Linked DNA regions of Sus scrofa: all the other regions are linked to region 3. The links are chromatin contacts, called in public HiChIP or PLAC-seq maps. All regions are on one chromosome and are shown on one strand. The core of a region is the stretch at or near the end of the contact, and the rest is flanking DNA. Distances in the headings are between cores, read along the strand shown.

Region 1 (3,989 bases), core at 491-2,990, 81 kb after region 3:
AGAGAGTAGGGTCTGATTTTGTGTTCTTAATTGCTATGCCACACCTGATAGTTACTAAAAAGCAGGAAGAAAAATTCTTGCCTTTTCATAGCCAACAGTTCACTAATTCTGGTATATTAAAGTTTTTACCTAATTCTCCAATGAGAAATGTGGGCAATTAAAAAATACACAGAGCCAGCAAACTCTTTGACTTTTATGAATGGCTCTAAATGCAGAAAATGCTTTATGGGTTGAATTCATCAACTATTCTCTTTTGTGGAAACTAGCTGATGGACTATATTTACAAAATCTCTTGCCTCTTATCAAAGACAGAGCAATGAATCTGTTTGAAGATTTTTTTTTAGAGAAAGGGAATTAAGTCAAAGGTGAAACACATCTCTGGAATTAGCTGAGAAAGAAATGAGAGAAATCTGAGAAAAGCCTAGTGGGACTTGGTTTCCACAATTCTCATATTTAACCATGAAATTAAAATTAGGAGCAGGGCTAGATTTCACAGTCATAAGCAGGCTAGTCAGTGAGTTCCAAAGAGTTCACATACTCTTCTTTCTATTTCTATTAAAGTTTCACTGTCTGAAAACTCTGGGAATAACGACCATTGAATAAACTCTCGTTTATTAAATAGCGAGTGGAAAGAGTTAAGAGTTGACTTAAAGACAGAAAACATGGTAAATGTGAGTCAGGGCATTACAAAGTTTGCAAACAAAACCAGATCTCCAAAACAGGATGATTTTGTTAAACTATTGTAAATAACTCAGGAGAGAAAGCAACACACCCCCATGTGAATTAATTTTCATTTCCCCCCTCTATTCAGAGTTTCATCCAGATGTTGCAACCTCAGGCAGCTAGTAGACAATAATTGAAAAAGTAGACTAAGATTTAAATGGTCAAGACACAAATGCATAAAAAAGGATGTTTATAATGTGTTTATTCCACTAACTTGAAAAACAGGATTCTTTTATTTTAAATTACCACATTTGAATGCATGAAAGGAATGGGCCACAGTAAAACAAAAGTAATTACTTTTAAGACCATTTTTATTATCTCTAGTTTTGTATGCATTTTCAGAATTTTATCTGTCTTTATCACCATAACCAAGACAGAGATGTTCAAAACCAAGTTTTGACCCAAACTGGACTACTGAGATGCAGATGAAACAAGCAAATCAACACTAATAACCAGTAAAAATATTTTCCTGGATATTTATATACCATATTTACAAAAGTAAAGTTAAACCAATTGGTATTATGTACATGCATTAGTAAATATTTGTACTTTACATTTATATATATATGCATTTGTAAAAATCAAGTAAAAAGAAATTTTAAATTATTTTTATTTATGAAAAATATATATAATGTGACATACAAACTTTAATTTGAGTGCTTGTTCAATACTCAGTGCTTAAAAACATTTGGAAAAAAATCTCCAAATATATTCTGATAGAATATAAAGAGTTGAGGAAACAGTGATACTTGTGATTTAAACAAGTAGAGGAGGTGAGCAGAAAGAAGATACACATCCATGTGGGAATCACATAGCATAAACCAGATAAAGAGTAAGAAAAGGAAGATGTGCAGTTTTTCCCAAGGTCAATTTCACTCGAAAATGAATAGAACCAAGGTACTTTCAGGACAGGGTAAATGAATTGAAGTTTTAATAACCAGTCCTTACACAATGGGCTGATGCACAATTTGACTTCCTCCTAGAGGTTCATGAGCAAACGTGCCTTGGACATTTACCGTAGAGTACACTACAATGTCAGTTCCTCATTTGGCTTCCGTTAAGAGGCGAGGGTGTTTATGTGCCATATAATGATCTCACAAAATTTCAGGAGGTATCTGTCCTTACTGAAGAAACAATGGGGTGACATGTACCCTCTTTCCAAGTTCGAGCTGGGCTGGAATTCTTGGACCTTGAGTGTTTTCTTTCTCTAAAGAGCGAGGTCCATAGGCATTAGAGCAACTCATCCCAGTGCAAATGGCCTCAACATCTTTCCCAGGGTGCTTACTAGCCCTTTCAGGTCTGGGATCAGGTGTTGCAGGCCTGCTAGTTCAGGCAGGGGCAGCAGAAGCAGCAGATGGTCCGGCAGGGATTCTTCTTTTTGTACTGCACCGCCTTGCGCACCTGCACCTTGGCCTGGCCGGTGTAGTCAAGGGTCTTCTGCACGTTGAACTCGATGACGTCCAAGGTGTCAGCCTGCTGCTCCACCAGCATGGCCATCTGCAGGAAGAGGTCATGCAGGTCGCGGATGCGGCTCTCCAGCCGCAGCATCTCGCGGTGGCGGTTCTCGATCTCATTGAGGGCCGCCCGCGCGCCCTTCACATCAGCCAGCAGGTTCTCGGAGAACACGTCCCATTTGCCTTGTTCGAACATGTCCTCTATCTGGTTGCTCGAGACATCCTTGCCCATGATCTCCAGCTGGCGCTGGATGCGGATCTTACAGTTTTCGCGCTGCTTCATCTCGGCCTGGTTGTACTCGTGCATGGCAGCCTGGAAGGTGCGGGCGAGCGCGCTGTACTGCGCCTGCGCGATGCGCGCCACAGCCGAGTGCTCACCGTGCTTTGCCTGCGCCTCCTCGCTCAGCGCCTTCATGGCGCTCAGCTTGCGGTGGATGCTCTCACCCCGGGCCTTGATGTCCTTGGCAATCGAGTTGGTGTCACGCTTGATGCTGCTGAGACGCCGCATGGACGTGAGGAAGCGGGCGTTCTGCTTTCCCAGCCGCTTCACGTCAGTAAACAGCTGCTGGTTTTCATCCTGAAGCTCCTGGATGTCTCGGTACAAGGATTCCAGGATGTGGTCCGTCTCAAACACGATGTCCTCGTGAGGTGAGTCAAAGTCATCGTCCTTTTCTGGGAACTGCTGGTCATAGTGCTTGGTTAACTCCAAAAGTTCTACTAGCCGGTCCTTCATTTTGCCTGCAAGTAGAGATACTGAGGTTAAATTCCTCTAGGGAGAGTCAAATATTTTGCGTTGAGGGAATTGAAGATTAAAATAAACATTCTGCTTACTGCTTAGCACTCCAGATTCTTTACTCTTGGGTATAGGTAATAAACGCGGTAAAGGAGTTAAATGTCCCATGACATTTTTCTTATGAGTATAAAGGACTAATGTGACTAAGAGTCATGAACACATTTGTATTTTACAGCTGGTAGGTAGGAATCTGCAGTTCAATAGTAGAGGTGCCCAGAATACAATCAGCAATTTCAAATTTTAGAGTGCTTTGGGAACCCAACTCTTTTTCTTCCTTTACATGCTTCATAATCGCAAATCAAAACACATCAGCGAAAGGAAAAATAAGAAGAGAAGACTGGCAAAGATAATGATTGTTGAATATGGACAGCCAATTTACAAGGCTTTGGGGCCAACTCTAAGTGTTATCTATCTATTCTGTGTCTATTTCAGCACCAGTCCTTGATCTGGTACATCCTCAGTTCTATGCATCAAAACAGTTCTTTTAAAAATGATATAAATCATGGTTTATTTTTCCTCTTAAAAATTTAATAAATATAAAACATGGTTAATGTAAACAACAGAACAAACAAAGGTAAAAATCCAATAAGAAAATATAAAATTTGGAAGTTTACATTTCCTTGCTCTTCTAACATCATTGCTACATACTTCATTTTGAGTGTTTGTTCAATACTCAGTGCTTAAAAATATTTCCTCAGTATATTCTAATGGAATATATTAAGAGTACAAGAGGAGTTCCCATTGTGGCACATCGGAAATGAATCTGACCATCCACAAGGACGAAGGTTCAATCCCTGGCTTCCATCAGTGGGTTAAGGATCTGGCGTTGCTGTGAGCTGCGATGTAGGTCACAGAGGAGGCTCGGATCTGGCATAGCTGTGGCTGTGGTGTCAGCTGGCAGCTGCAGCTACAACTCGACCCCTAGCCTGGGAATATCTATATGCCTCCAGTGAGGCCCTGAAAAAAAAAAAAAGAGTAAAGGAGATAATGAAACAGTTCACTGTTTTATGTCATTTTAA
Region 2 (3,942 bases), core at 957-3,456, 69 kb before region 3:
TGAACTCAGTTGCAGACAAAATATGCAAAGAGGATTCCAGAGCCTGACTGGATGCTGCCTCCCCAAACCATCCTGCCCCCTCTAACTTGGGCAGTCATCTCACTGGAAAAGCTTTTTCACATGCTAAAGGTTTTCTCAATTTTTGCCTACCTGAGTAGCAAAATATTTGTCATACTGACCCAGGTTGCTTGGTTTTGAGATTTCTTTGCTCTTTATTATTTGTTTGTTGTTTGTTTCCTCTATAATTAGCCTGCCAATAGGCATATCTCCTGATTGTCATATGTCCATTTTCAGCAGCACTCAGGCCCCTACCCTTCAAATTTACTGGCCTACACCTCAAAACTGAAGACCTAGGCCTAAAGAAAACAGTCACCAAAATGAGGGCCTAAGGCACTTTACTGGTGTCTGCACACTGCACACATATGCAAATGTCCCTCATAATCTATGCGAGTCTGCAGGGCATACAGTGGTCCTGGGCTGCCAGTGAGCAGAATCATATAGTTTAAAACCTAATTAAAAAAAAAAACAAAACCCTGGGAGTTCCAGGCGTGGCTCAGCAGTTAACGAACCAGCTAGTATCCATGAGGACTTGGGTTTGATCCCTGGCCTTGCTCAGTGGGTTAAGGATACAGCGTTGCTATGACTGTGGCGTAGGCTGGCAGTCACAGCTCTGATTTGAACCCCCAGCCTGGGAACATCCATATGCCTCACCCCTAAAAAAAAAAATAAGACAAAAAAAAAAAAAAAAAAATCCCTGGAGTTCTTACTGTGGTGCAACAGGATCAGCAGCATTTCTTCAGTGCCAAGAGGCAGGTTCAATCCCCAGCCCAGCACAGTGGGTCAGTGGGTTAGGGATCCAGCATTGCTACAGCTGCGGCAGAGGTTGCAACTGCAGCTCGGATCTGATCCCTGGCCTGGAACTCCATATGGCACAAGGCGCCCAAAAAAGAAAAAAGGAAAGCAACAACAACATCCCTAGCAACAATGACAGGACCCAGAAAACAGCAGGTCTCCATAAGTATTCTAAATCATTTATTTTTGGCTCTTTTTTTCCTTCTCATTCTTAATCATGTGTGGCAAGAATATAGTTGACAGAAAACTGAGCATCACTTTATGTAAGAAACAAAGATAAGGAGTTCCCTTGTGGCCCAGCAGTTAAGGACTTGAGGTTGTCATTGCTACAGCTCAGGTTCAATCCGGGGCCCAGGATTCTGCATGCCACAGGTACAACAACAACAAACAAACAAAACAAAATGAAAGATGAGAAGTTTCAGAAAATTACAGAGAAATCAATGCTTACTTTCTTCCTAATACAAACCCAATATGATAAGGATTGTTCATCATAAAACACCAGGCAAATATTACCTACTGAATGACTTCCAAATTACGGGAAGCAAATGTCAATTCTTTATTACAGTAATCAACGGGGAGATTTACCTTCAGCACCATTCATTTCTATTTAGAGCTTATTACTTAGAGAAATTCTGCAGCATAAGGCCTAGCAACAAATTCAGTAAATACACAGAATGCAATCTCAAGGACTTTTTAAAATGGTGCTCAGCTTATTCAGCCACAGGCAAAAATCTCATCATAAAACCTACGATTCTTCTTGTAACGGCAGAAGAAATGGGTAGGAAGGAGGGGGATGGATAAGAAGGATCCAGTGGGACCTGGAAGGGAAAATGAGAACTGCAAAATATCCCGAACTTCCCAGCTTAAAATCCATCACTATGAAACCCACTGTAATTTTTTGAATACATAGGAGCAAAGATAGAATGTAATAATTATTCTTAAAGAATTCACATGGGCGGAGATAAAATGTAATTAAGTAGTCATGATTTTTTTTTCCTCCAAATATCTGATACATCACTGCCCCTGGCTAACACACACACAAACTATATTTTTCTTTGGCCTGCAGTAACACTAGTTCTTCAGAGTTTGACAATAAATAAACAACTAACTACACGGCTCTCAGAGTATTATCAGATACCAGGCTGCATGGGTGGTAGGAATTATCAGGAGAAAATGAATTTGATGGGAAAATAAATTTCTTCTGTACAATACAATCAGGAGCCTCTGATACCAGAAAAGGATTTGTTGCCTAAGAGCAGAAGCTAAAAGCACAGAATCCAGGAGTCTAACAAGAAAACAGTCCAGGTCAAAAGCCTGGAGACTCATGCTGGCAGCAGGTTTCTAGCTAGGGGCTGGCTGGGCCAGAAGAAAAGGCTCAGTGTGGGTGTGACAGGAAGAGCTATTTCTCAGAAGGCCAAGTGCACAGTTAGCTATCAGATGAGGCATTTCCATCGATGACATGCAAGTGACCTGGAAGAATCTGTGCAAGATGCCTTTCTTATAACTGCTGTGTAGCCCAGCCTCAAACAGTATCTGGATCAATGGCATTACACCAAAATCAAACATGTTTCCAGACCGTTAGGACAGTTTTCCTCAATTTGGAGAAACAGTCTTCTCTGCAGACTAAATAAAGCTTTTTATATGAGGCACCAAAAGGCAAACAGGTCACCCAGCACAGAATCCTACAGGAGGCTGCGTGCCCTTTCCCTTTGCTTGCCTTGCTTGCTTGCAAACAATAAAAACCTTTCTGAACAAATGAAAGTGAACTTTGAAACCAGCAAAACATTTCAGGCACCCTGCCACAAAGATATTCTCCAAGCAACTGCAGGCCATTTGCTGTCCTGTGTAGCTCTAAATTCCTTGCCACATACTGGATCTGTGGTTAAAGGAGCCCAGTAGAGAATTACAGGTTTGATGCTTTGATGTGAAAAAAATCACTACCAGATCTCGAAAGATGAGAAAAAAACTGGCAAATTTTCGGTATGATGGTGCACGTGGGGCCGCATTTAAGCCAATGTTTTATCTTCACTTAACATCTAAACTGTATTTTTTTCTCCCCTGTTTTAACTTAAAAAGCTCTACTCACATCAACAGCCAGCATTTATTATCATCCTTCCCACAATCTGCCAAGTACTGCACAAGGGTTTTTACATGCATACACCCATGAAGACTTACAACAGCCCCAGTATCCCCATTTTGCAAGAGAGCAAACTGAGACCCAGGATGCAGCATAGCTGGGATTCAAGCCTGAGTCTAAGGCCAGAGCCTCTTTCTGCTAAATGGAACATGTTCCATAAATTACACAGAAAATGGGTTATTCTAAAAATAATACTGGGATTTACCATCCCTATACAAATAAGTTATCAGTACATGAAAATATAATAAAAGAGTGAGTGCACCTAAACAATCACCAGTCTTGAGAACACCTTAGTTACCAGGCTCAGCACAGCTTGGGATAATGACGGCCCTCACAGCCAAAAGAGAAGGAGGAAAAAAAAGAGAGAGTCCAAATCCAAAGACTCAAGCTTCTGTCAGAAACCAAGACTGTCTTCGAAGTTGGAGGTGACCCATCTTAAAACTCAAAATTCAAATTAGTCATTCAAAATCTGCCATTTTGTATTCATTTCCTTCAGAATCAGTAACGATTTCACAGTCAGAGATCCATACAAGAGGAAAAAAAAGGGGGGGGGGGGACAATGTATGAAAAGGCAATTCATTGAAGAATTTGTCCAAAGAGCCAATAAACATGCAGAGAAGTTCAATTTCACACACACACACACACACACAAGTTCAAACAATTCTATACTACTTTTCTTCTCTCTCCTCTTTGTGGATAGCAGTTTAACAGTCAAAGCAAACTTGCCCCCAAAATGACCCAAATGAACACTTTCATTATTTTTAATTTTTTTTAAATGGGAAGTACTGTGACAGGAGGATTTCAGCTTTAGTTTTAAAAAGAAAAACTGTGTTCGTGGGAATTTAGACATAAAGCTATACATTTGTATATACATAGACAAAAGTTTGCTAGGACAGAAAAAATTAGTAACAATGATCACAGAGAGGGAGAAAAACTGATCCTTTTCTACCCTG
Region 3 (4,108 bases), core at 299-2,798:
CTTCCACATCTCTAGTGGGGAAGCAAAGCCATCTTCCACACCAAGCTAGGTGAGAAAGTGAACAAGTGAATGGGATGCTGCTTTACAAGCTTTAAGCCCTTTACAATTGTAATTTATTGTTACCTCTGCTCTAGGTTCTGTTGCCTCATCATCATGTTCTGCCAAGTTTAGGCAGCTCTTTCACCCTGAAACCAAGGCCCTCACTCTATATTCACCAACTCTTTCTTGCTATCACGTGGACCACGAGTGTGTGGCAATAAACCTGGGTTGAAAGTCTGGGCCTTAGAGGCAAAACTCATGTTTTAATTTTTACATTACAAAGTGTCAGGACACAAATACGTTTAACGACGTGCAGTTATGATGGAAATACGTTGTAGGTCCTTGGGCAGAAACTATTCATTCACTTACACTAGGAACCAAAGCCTAAGAATGCTAGAGACAGTGAAAAGAGAAGCCCGGGAGGGCAGAGTTTGCCGCTCCGCCTGAAACTTGGTAAAAGACACCGCCCAGTGCCAAGAACTGCCATTCATTCTCGGAAGCGCTCCAAGGGAAGATTAATATTATTGTGATTAATGCTGTTTACAGGGGCAATCAATTTTAGGTAAACACCTGGAGGAGAGGTAAAACGCTGTCTCATCGCTTCCAGAAAAGCGAACCCCGGGGGCGGGGAATGACTCCGCGGAAACCAGGGCCCTCGCCAGCCGGGTTCCCTGCAAGCCGAAGCACCCAGGAGCTTCGCATTCCTGCAGCTCTCGCCTGACTCGTGGCGCTCTCAGCAGGCTGCGTCCCCCGGGCCCAGGAGCAACCAGCCCGCAGGGGTCCACCCGACTTCCTGAGGCCCCTCCAAGTTACAAAGGAATGGATGCGGCTGCTACCCGGGGTCCCAGAGGCCGCGAGCTCCCGCCCGAACCCCGGGAATCGGGGCCTCCCCGAACTCGGTTCACGCCGGCCAAGGCAACTGACCCTCCCAGAGCGGAGTTGCCTGGAGAACCGACCCGCGAGGCCCTGGTGAACCAGGTGACCTGGAGGGTGGTAAAGAGGAGGTTCTCTTCGGGGCATCCCAGAGAGCCGGGCAGTTAGACCCAGGTTAGACCCGACCTGCCCAGTTCGGTGTAAAACAAAATGCAGGTCCCCTAGCTCTTGGAAGTCGAGCACGTTTTCGCCTCCCCTTGAAACAACCCAGGAACGAGTTCCTGTCGTAATCTGGGGCTTGGTTGGGGGGCGGGGGGAGATTCACTTTTAACACTTCTAAAACTTGCACAGCCTATAACATTAGTGTTGGTTTTTAAATGGTTCTGGGGTAACCAGAGCCTCGGACCCGAAGCCACACAGGGCCATTGATTACCTTACCAGTTGCAGCAAGAGATGCCACGGATCCTGAAAACCCGAAGAGGCGACCGCGCAGGACTATGCACCGACAGAGCGCCCCTCGTCCCCCTCTCCAAAGCCCCACCCTCGGGAGCAGCAACGGCCCGGAGGCCAAGCACGTTTCCTGCCAGGCCGATGGCTGGGAACCTTTCCCCACCCTGTCCTTGCGGACACCTCTGGGGCCCCGCCTTCCCGGGGCTGGGGTGTGTGTGACAGGCCCTCCTAGGAAGCCACGTCCCCTCTTGGAGATCACTGGCCCAGCGCACTGGAAGGCGCGACCCTCTCACTCCCGCCAGCAGGAAGGCTGGGGGAGTCCAGAGGCAGCCCAGAACCAGTCGGAGGAGTTTGGGTCGTTTGCTACTACACGGATTCCGAGGACTTCTTCGCCCGAGCTCTCTCCACGTTTCTGGCATTCTCTGTCTCGCCACGGGGAGCTGAACTGAGGTTCCAAGGAAAGTGCACGCCAAAGTTGGTTACTTCTTCTTCAGCCTAGAAAAGGAGCTCGGGACTCTGATCCTGGGCCGAGGAACCGCAGAAAAGTCCATCCTCCTCGCAGCCTATGCCCCATTTCCCTAGGGCTGTGGTCATATTAACCGGCCCCAGGCTCAATAATGCATGGGCTTACCTGCTCCCGGGACCCGCGGGCCCGCCTCGCCTGCCAGCCGCCGCCGCCGCCTTCACGTCCGGAGCTAGCCAAGGGCTCCTCTGCTGGGCTTGGGGCGTAGTAATCGCGGGGGTGTGTACAAGCGGGAGCTTTTGTGGTTCGAAGTTTTTTTAAAAGGAAATGTGGAAAACCAGACAAGATCCGAAGAGGGGGAAAAAAATTTTTTTGACACCCGCCTGAAAACGCCCCTAACTTGTGCAATCTTCCTGCCCCGTAGTTCCGCCAAAAACAAAAACAAAACAGTCGGAGTGCAAACCTGGAACGGGAGCGCAGGCACCAAATTTGCCAAACACTAGAGTTTTCCGTCTGCAGAAATGACCCAAAAGAAAGGGGGGCACAGTTCCCCGTGATTCCCCAATCGGCTTCGGGAGCTGGAGGCTCCTCCTCGCCCCTCGGCGGGAGAAAGCCCGCGGCAGGCGGCGGCTGCCCGCTCCCCTCCTCCGAGGAAAGGCGACTCCACAACTTTGTGCGCGAGCCGCTCGCTCCTCCAGCTCCTCCTCCTTCTCCCCCCGCCGCGGGCCTGCCCCTTTGTTGGAGCGCGGAGAGGAGCGCAGGAGGCGGAGGAGGGAGGGTGGGGAGCCGGGCCGCCCGGGCGCGCGCTGCCTTCCCCTGGGAGCCGGCTCGCGTCCAGGCACCCGGGGTTCGCTCGCCCCGAGGAGGAGGTGGCCCAGCGGGTCCGGCCCGGCGGCCGGCCGGCCCAGCACTCCCACTCCCTCTCGGCTCTCCCTCCTCGCCGCCGCCGCCGTCGCCGGGCCGGCAACTTTGTTCCGAGAGACCAGGTCCTCTCGACTCCGGTTCGGCCCCGGCCCGACCCAGGCGGCCACGGCAGGCAGGGCTCCGGGAACGTGGCGCCCGGGATCACCTGACCGCGCGCGCGGTCAGTCAGCGTCCGCCCAGCGCGCCCTCCCCGCCGGCTGTAGCCCGGCTGGCGCTCGGCTGGCCTGCGGCGGCGCGCCCGGCTCCGCTCCCGAGCGGACTGCGTGCCGAGAGCCCGCAGCTGGCATGGATGCCTCGCTCTGACATGATCCCCTTTATTCAGATTATCCAAAAATGTGAGTCACACCCCCGCCAGGCAAACCTGGCCTCCAGTTAGGGTGGATTTCTTTTCTCCCTTAAGAGATGAATCTTCATTTGCCCCTCCACTCACCCCATCTCAGTGTGCTGACGTTGCTGGATTTCTAATTCCAAGGGTATATTTATTTTATATAATTTTCTTGGTGTCGTTTTTAATGTGAAGAAAAACGACATTTCGTTTTACATTCGTTCATACTGACAAGAGAGTGTTTGGGCTGACTTTATTTTTCTATTTTTTCAATATACGTGCAAACACATCTCAGAGTTTCAAGGCTGAGGTGTGGGTCAAAATAATACGTAGGACGAAATGAGTGCTGCTGTATGTGCATTTTTATTATTTACATACTTCGTTCCTGATGTGTTTCTATGATTCTTTTACGTGACCATCACGTAAAATGGGAGGCGAGGGAAATCAGCAACCTAAATTCCTAGTTTGTATAAAGAATGAGGAAAGGACAATTGATAAAGGAGCTCTGGCTTATTGCTGGTTTAACATTTGAGAGTTAATTTACCGGTTAGTAAAAATAAAGCAGTAGGGGCCTTACACATAATTTTTCAGAAAGAACTCACTAGTCTTTTATGAGTTATAAAGTGAAAGATTCCTCATTCCATTAGAGGACTTTAGAAAGATACTGTTCCTTATAAAGTCTCTAGCTTAGCTTCCTTCCTTTGGGAGGATTTTCTTCTCACAAGCCAGATAAAGTCCAGAGGCTTTGTGGGAAATGGGTACATTTATTCATCCACTTTCATTCATTTATTCATTTTACAAACACCAATTGGGGGCTTGCCAGGTCTGCTGGCACTGTGAATGATGCAAAGATAAACCTGACAGAGATCTTGCCTTAAAGAACTTCAAATCTAGTTAAGTGAGATAAGGCAGGTAAATAGGTAAGAATAGGAGTTCCCTTCATGGCGCAGTGGTTAAAGAATCCGACTAGGAACCATGAGGTTGCGGGTTCGGTCGCTCAGTGGGTTAATGATCCGGCGTTGCCGTGAGCTGTG
Region 4 (3,730 bases), core at 1,064-3,563, 120 kb before region 3:
ACATTTAAAAGAACTCAAAATGAACATTTTTTCCCAAGCGTATGGCTTTAAAGCATCTCTAGTGTATTCACATCACAGACGCTAAACACAGAATCGACCCTGGGAAACAGTTTAGAAATGTCAGAAGTCAGCCTTTAACAAAAATAAAAACTGGAGTTACTGTCGTGGCGCAGTAGTTAACGAATCCGACTAGGAACCATGAGGTTGTGGGTTCGATCTCGGCCCTTGCTCAGTGGGTTAGGGATCCAGCGTTGCCGTGAGCTGTGGTGTAGGTTGCAGACGCGGCTCGGATCCCGCGTTGTTGTGGCTCTGGCGTAGGCCAGTGGCTACAGCTCCGATTGGACCCCTAGCCTGGAACCTCCACATGCCGCGGGAGCAGCCCAAGAAATAGCAAAAAGACAAAAAAAATAAAATAAATAAACAAAACAAAAAAAAAAACCAAAACTGATTCAGCCTGACAGTTAAACTCTGATTTAGATTTTTAATTCTTTGCAAAGACCCATTTGCAGAAACTTTTCAAAGAGAGAATATACAGTTTAATAATTCAATTGGACTAATATCTGGTCAATACCTCCTTTGTGCCTGGCCCTGCAGAAATACCAAGCTCAGGTCACCCTCCCCATTTACAAGCGAGGGTTTCCATAGTTTTCCAACAAACACAAAATAGTACAAGTGGGATTTCCCCTCGTGGCGCAGTGGAAACCAATCCGACTAGGAACCATGAGGTTGTGAGTTCAATCCCTGGCCTTGCTCAGTGGGTTAAGGATCTGGCATTGCCGTGCACTGTGGTGTAGGTCACAGATGTGGCTCGGATCCTGTGTTGCTGTGGATGTGGTGTAGGCTGCCAGCTGCAGCTCCGATTCGACCCCTAGCCTGGGAACCTCCACAGGCTGTGGGAAGCAGCCATAGAAAAGGCAAAAAGACAAAAAATAAATAAATAAATAAGTAAATAAAATGTCAGAAGACAGAAGCAAACAGTCTCACAATGCAGGATAAGCCAGGGTCTGTGGGAGGGCAGGGGCTCCAAGGACAGTCACGGACATGTGACAGGACATCTGAATGCAGCGGACCAGACGTAGCCAACAGGCCTGGTGAATCGGCCAGCCTTAGAGGCTAAAAGTGACAGCCAGTACTCAGTTCCAGCCAACGACGGCCATGTGGGAATCCCAGGCCATTGTTGGTAGGACTTCTGGTTTCTCAAAAAGGAGCTGAAAATCTCAATTTATATGTGTCATCTCTCTTTTATTTATTTATTTATTTATTTGGTCTTTTTGCCTTTTCTAGGGCCGCTCCCGAGGCACACAGAGATCCACCGGCCTACGCCACAGCCACAGCAATGCCAGATCGGAGCCCGAGCTGCGTCTGCAACCTACACCACAGCTCACGGTGATCGAACCCGCAACCTCATGGTTCCTAGTCGGATTCATTCACCACTGCGCCACAACGGGAACTCCTATATGCGTAATCTCTTGATGTTTGTAATTTCCCAAAACGTTATGCCATATAAACAAATCTCGTCTACAGGCAGACTGAATCCTTGGGCGGGCGACTGACCAACAATCTCCCCCCAGGGCATAACCACAGACAGGTGACACACAGGATCAGTCAACCGTGAGTCCTGTGAGGAAGTGATAAAATGTGAAACAGTTACACACACACACCACACACCACAACACCATCCACAGGTCCACAGGCTAGGGATTCTGATTGATTGCACAACACGCGCAGAGTCATCGTACTTACTCAGACCAAAAAACAAAGGAGTCATACCAGATTCCTTTCCTTTCCCGCGCTCCCCACCCCCACGAATCCATAACAACCCTGTCATTTCTACCTCCAAATATGCATTCCAAAGGTGACCACCTCCCTCGCCTCTTCTGCACAAGAGTCAGAGTAACTCTACTTTTAGGGTGCAGATCACATCGTGTCACATCTCTGCTTTAACCTGATGGACTCCCACCATAGGCAAATACAACCCAAATTCCAAGTAAGAGACCCTATATGATCGGGTCTCTACCCGCTAATGGAATAATCTAATACTGTATTACTATTTCTCTTTTCAATACATGAAAATCACAATTATTTCCACCATAGGTCAAGTTTTCCAGCAACACTAGTAACAGAAAAAAATCTGTAAAAGATTGAATAAGAAAGTAAAATTTAGGAAGTGCCGTCTGGAGTTCTGCAAAGGGTGAAACGCTAATGATGCTTTGTAGCTACAACAAACAAACCAGAGGCAGAACTGGGACTTGGATCTGGGGCTCAGAAGATTGCCTCCTCTCTGGGTGGGGCTATGCTGACCTTGACACGTGAGGGATGACAAAGGCAGTCTCTGCCTTGACAACACTCAGAATTAAATAGAGGTAAATAAAACCAGGACCAACACAGCACGGGGAGCACATCAAAAGGACTTAAGAACTAGCTTGATTCTGCCGAATGTGTACCAAGTAACAAAAACAGAACAGAGACAGATTCTATCCTGTGAGTTACGGATCCCATTATAAATAATCAAGGTGTAACTGTATATAAGAAGAGTGAAAAGATAACAGTTTTTAAATGCTTTCATCACTAACATGACTGATGATAGTATCTTACAAATAATAAATTTGAGCCCTTTGACAGTATTTGATTATTCTATTATTTATACCCATCTATTTTCAAAACAGGATCTGAAGCAGTCTATTCAATTCAGTTCCTATCCCCACTGTTTACAGCGTGTGTATCTGTGTGGGTGTATCATACGTGTGGATATATATGGCATTATTTATATATACAGTATATACAGTATCTACCATACTGTTTTTTTGCATTCTTTTCAGGTCAATCTGATGTCTCTGATCAATTTGAAAATGATGCTCCCACATCTAATAACATATAGTCAGTTTTATTGCTTTCTCTCTCTCTCTCTCTCTTTTTTTTTTTTTTTTCCTTTTTTTGGCTGCACCTCAGCTTGTGGAGTTCCTGGGCCATGGTGAGATCCGAACTGCAGTTGCAATCTATGCTCCAGCTGTGGCAATGCAAGATCCTCTAACCCAGTGTGCCACGCTGGAGACCAAACCTGCATCCTGGCACTCCAGAGACATCACCAATCCCACCGCACCACCGCGGCAACTCCTTGAGTGATTATTTTTTGCAAGGAGTTAGTTATTTTTAAAACTCAAAAAGAAGCACATGATTTAATACTTCTTTTAATATTTTAAATTCCAGAGTCTTTCATTTAGAAATCGCAAATCTCAGCATTAAAACAAAATGTAGCTCTTGTAATTCTTATTTTCTTAAAAATCAATAGTGCATAAGTGAACACTAAGTATAATGCCATTTTGGTTAATAATAATATGTTTATGTGTAAATGGAGTTAAGTATTTTACAACAAAAATTTACTTTTTTCTTTTGATAGGATTAAAAGTGGCTAGGAGTTCCCATCGTGGCTCAGTGGTTAACGAATCCGACTAGGAACCATGAGGTTGCGGGTTCCATCCTTGGCCTTGCTCAGTGGGTTAAGGATCCTGCATCACCATGAGCTGTGGTGTAGGTTGCAGACACAGCTCGCATCTGGCGTTGCTGTGCTCTGATTAGACCCCTAGCCTGGGACTCTCCATATGCTGCGGGAGTGGCCCAAAAAACAGCAAAAAGACAAAAAAAAAAAAAAAGTGGCTAAAAATCTCTTTAAATTTCTTCTATTATCTATTTTTTCTAATGTGTATTATTATATAAAACAAATACAGGTTGT

What was found. HiChIP or PLAC-seq counts read pairs in DNA pulled down with a chosen protein or histone mark.
Region 1: a contact with region 3 is called in an H3K27ac HiChIP or PLAC-seq map of alveolar macrophages. The contact joins the enhancer-like site here to the promoter of UTRN in region 3. A contact is called at or near these places in 2 of 5 promoter capture datasets (fetal liver and liver), 12 of 47 Hi-C or Micro-C datasets (embryonic fibroblasts, heart right ventricle, liver and 5 more) and 2 of 2 datasets of contacts at active chromatin or transcription factors (alveolar macrophages and skeletal muscle).
Region 2: a contact with region 3 is called in an H3K27ac HiChIP or PLAC-seq map of skeletal muscle. The contact joins the enhancer-like site here to the promoter of UTRN in region 3. A contact is called at or near these places in 1 of 5 promoter capture datasets (liver), 7 of 47 Hi-C or Micro-C datasets (adipocytes, heart right ventricle, liver and 3 more) and 2 of 2 datasets of contacts at active chromatin or transcription factors (alveolar macrophages and skeletal muscle).
Region 4: a contact with region 3 is called in an H3K27ac HiChIP or PLAC-seq map of alveolar macrophages. The contact joins the enhancer-like site here to the promoter of UTRN in region 3. A contact is called at or near these places in 3 of 5 promoter capture datasets (fetal liver, fetal skeletal muscle and liver), 4 of 47 Hi-C or Micro-C datasets (alveolar macrophages, omental adipose tissue, skeletal muscle and 1 more) and 2 of 2 datasets of contacts at active chromatin or transcription factors (alveolar macrophages and skeletal muscle).

Annotation. Positions count from the first base shown.
Region 1 is chr1:21,126,966-21,130,954 of Sscrofa11.1, forward strand. STX11 (syntaxin-11) reads right to left here. Exons shown (of 2, transcript XM_021087115.1): 2 at 906-2,915. The coding sequence ends at 2,047. Among named protein-coding and RNA genes, the nearest start is that of TRNAL-UAA, 16 kb to the left of the region's middle. Within about 2 kb of position 1,741, at least 6 of the 83 cell types and tissues checked have an H3K27ac peak or open chromatin away from gene starts, as enhancers often do. A contact at or near this core is called in alveolar macrophages, where this site is marked.
Region 2 is chr1:20,977,190-20,981,131 of Sscrofa11.1, forward strand. All of the region lies in intron 2 of UTRN (utrophin), which reads right to left. Among named protein-coding and RNA genes, the nearest start is that of UTRN, 69 kb to the right of the region's middle. Within about 2 kb of position 2,207, at least 19 of the 83 cell types and tissues checked have an H3K27ac peak or open chromatin away from gene starts, as enhancers often do. A contact at or near this core is called in retroperitoneal adipose tissue, where this site is marked.
Region 3 is chr1:21,046,379-21,050,486 of Sscrofa11.1, forward strand. It overlaps UTRN (utrophin), which reads right to left and starts at 1,549. Exons shown (of 75, transcript XM_021072273.1): 1 at 1,351-1,549.
Region 4 is chr1:20,922,423-20,926,152 of Sscrofa11.1, forward strand. All of the region lies in intron 3 of UTRN (utrophin), which reads right to left. Among named protein-coding and RNA genes, the nearest start is that of UTRN, 120 kb to the right of the region's middle. Within about 2 kb of position 2,314, at least 18 of the 83 cell types and tissues checked have an H3K27ac peak or open chromatin away from gene starts, as enhancers often do. A contact at or near this core is called in alveolar macrophages, omental adipose tissue and subcutaneous adipose tissue, where this site is marked.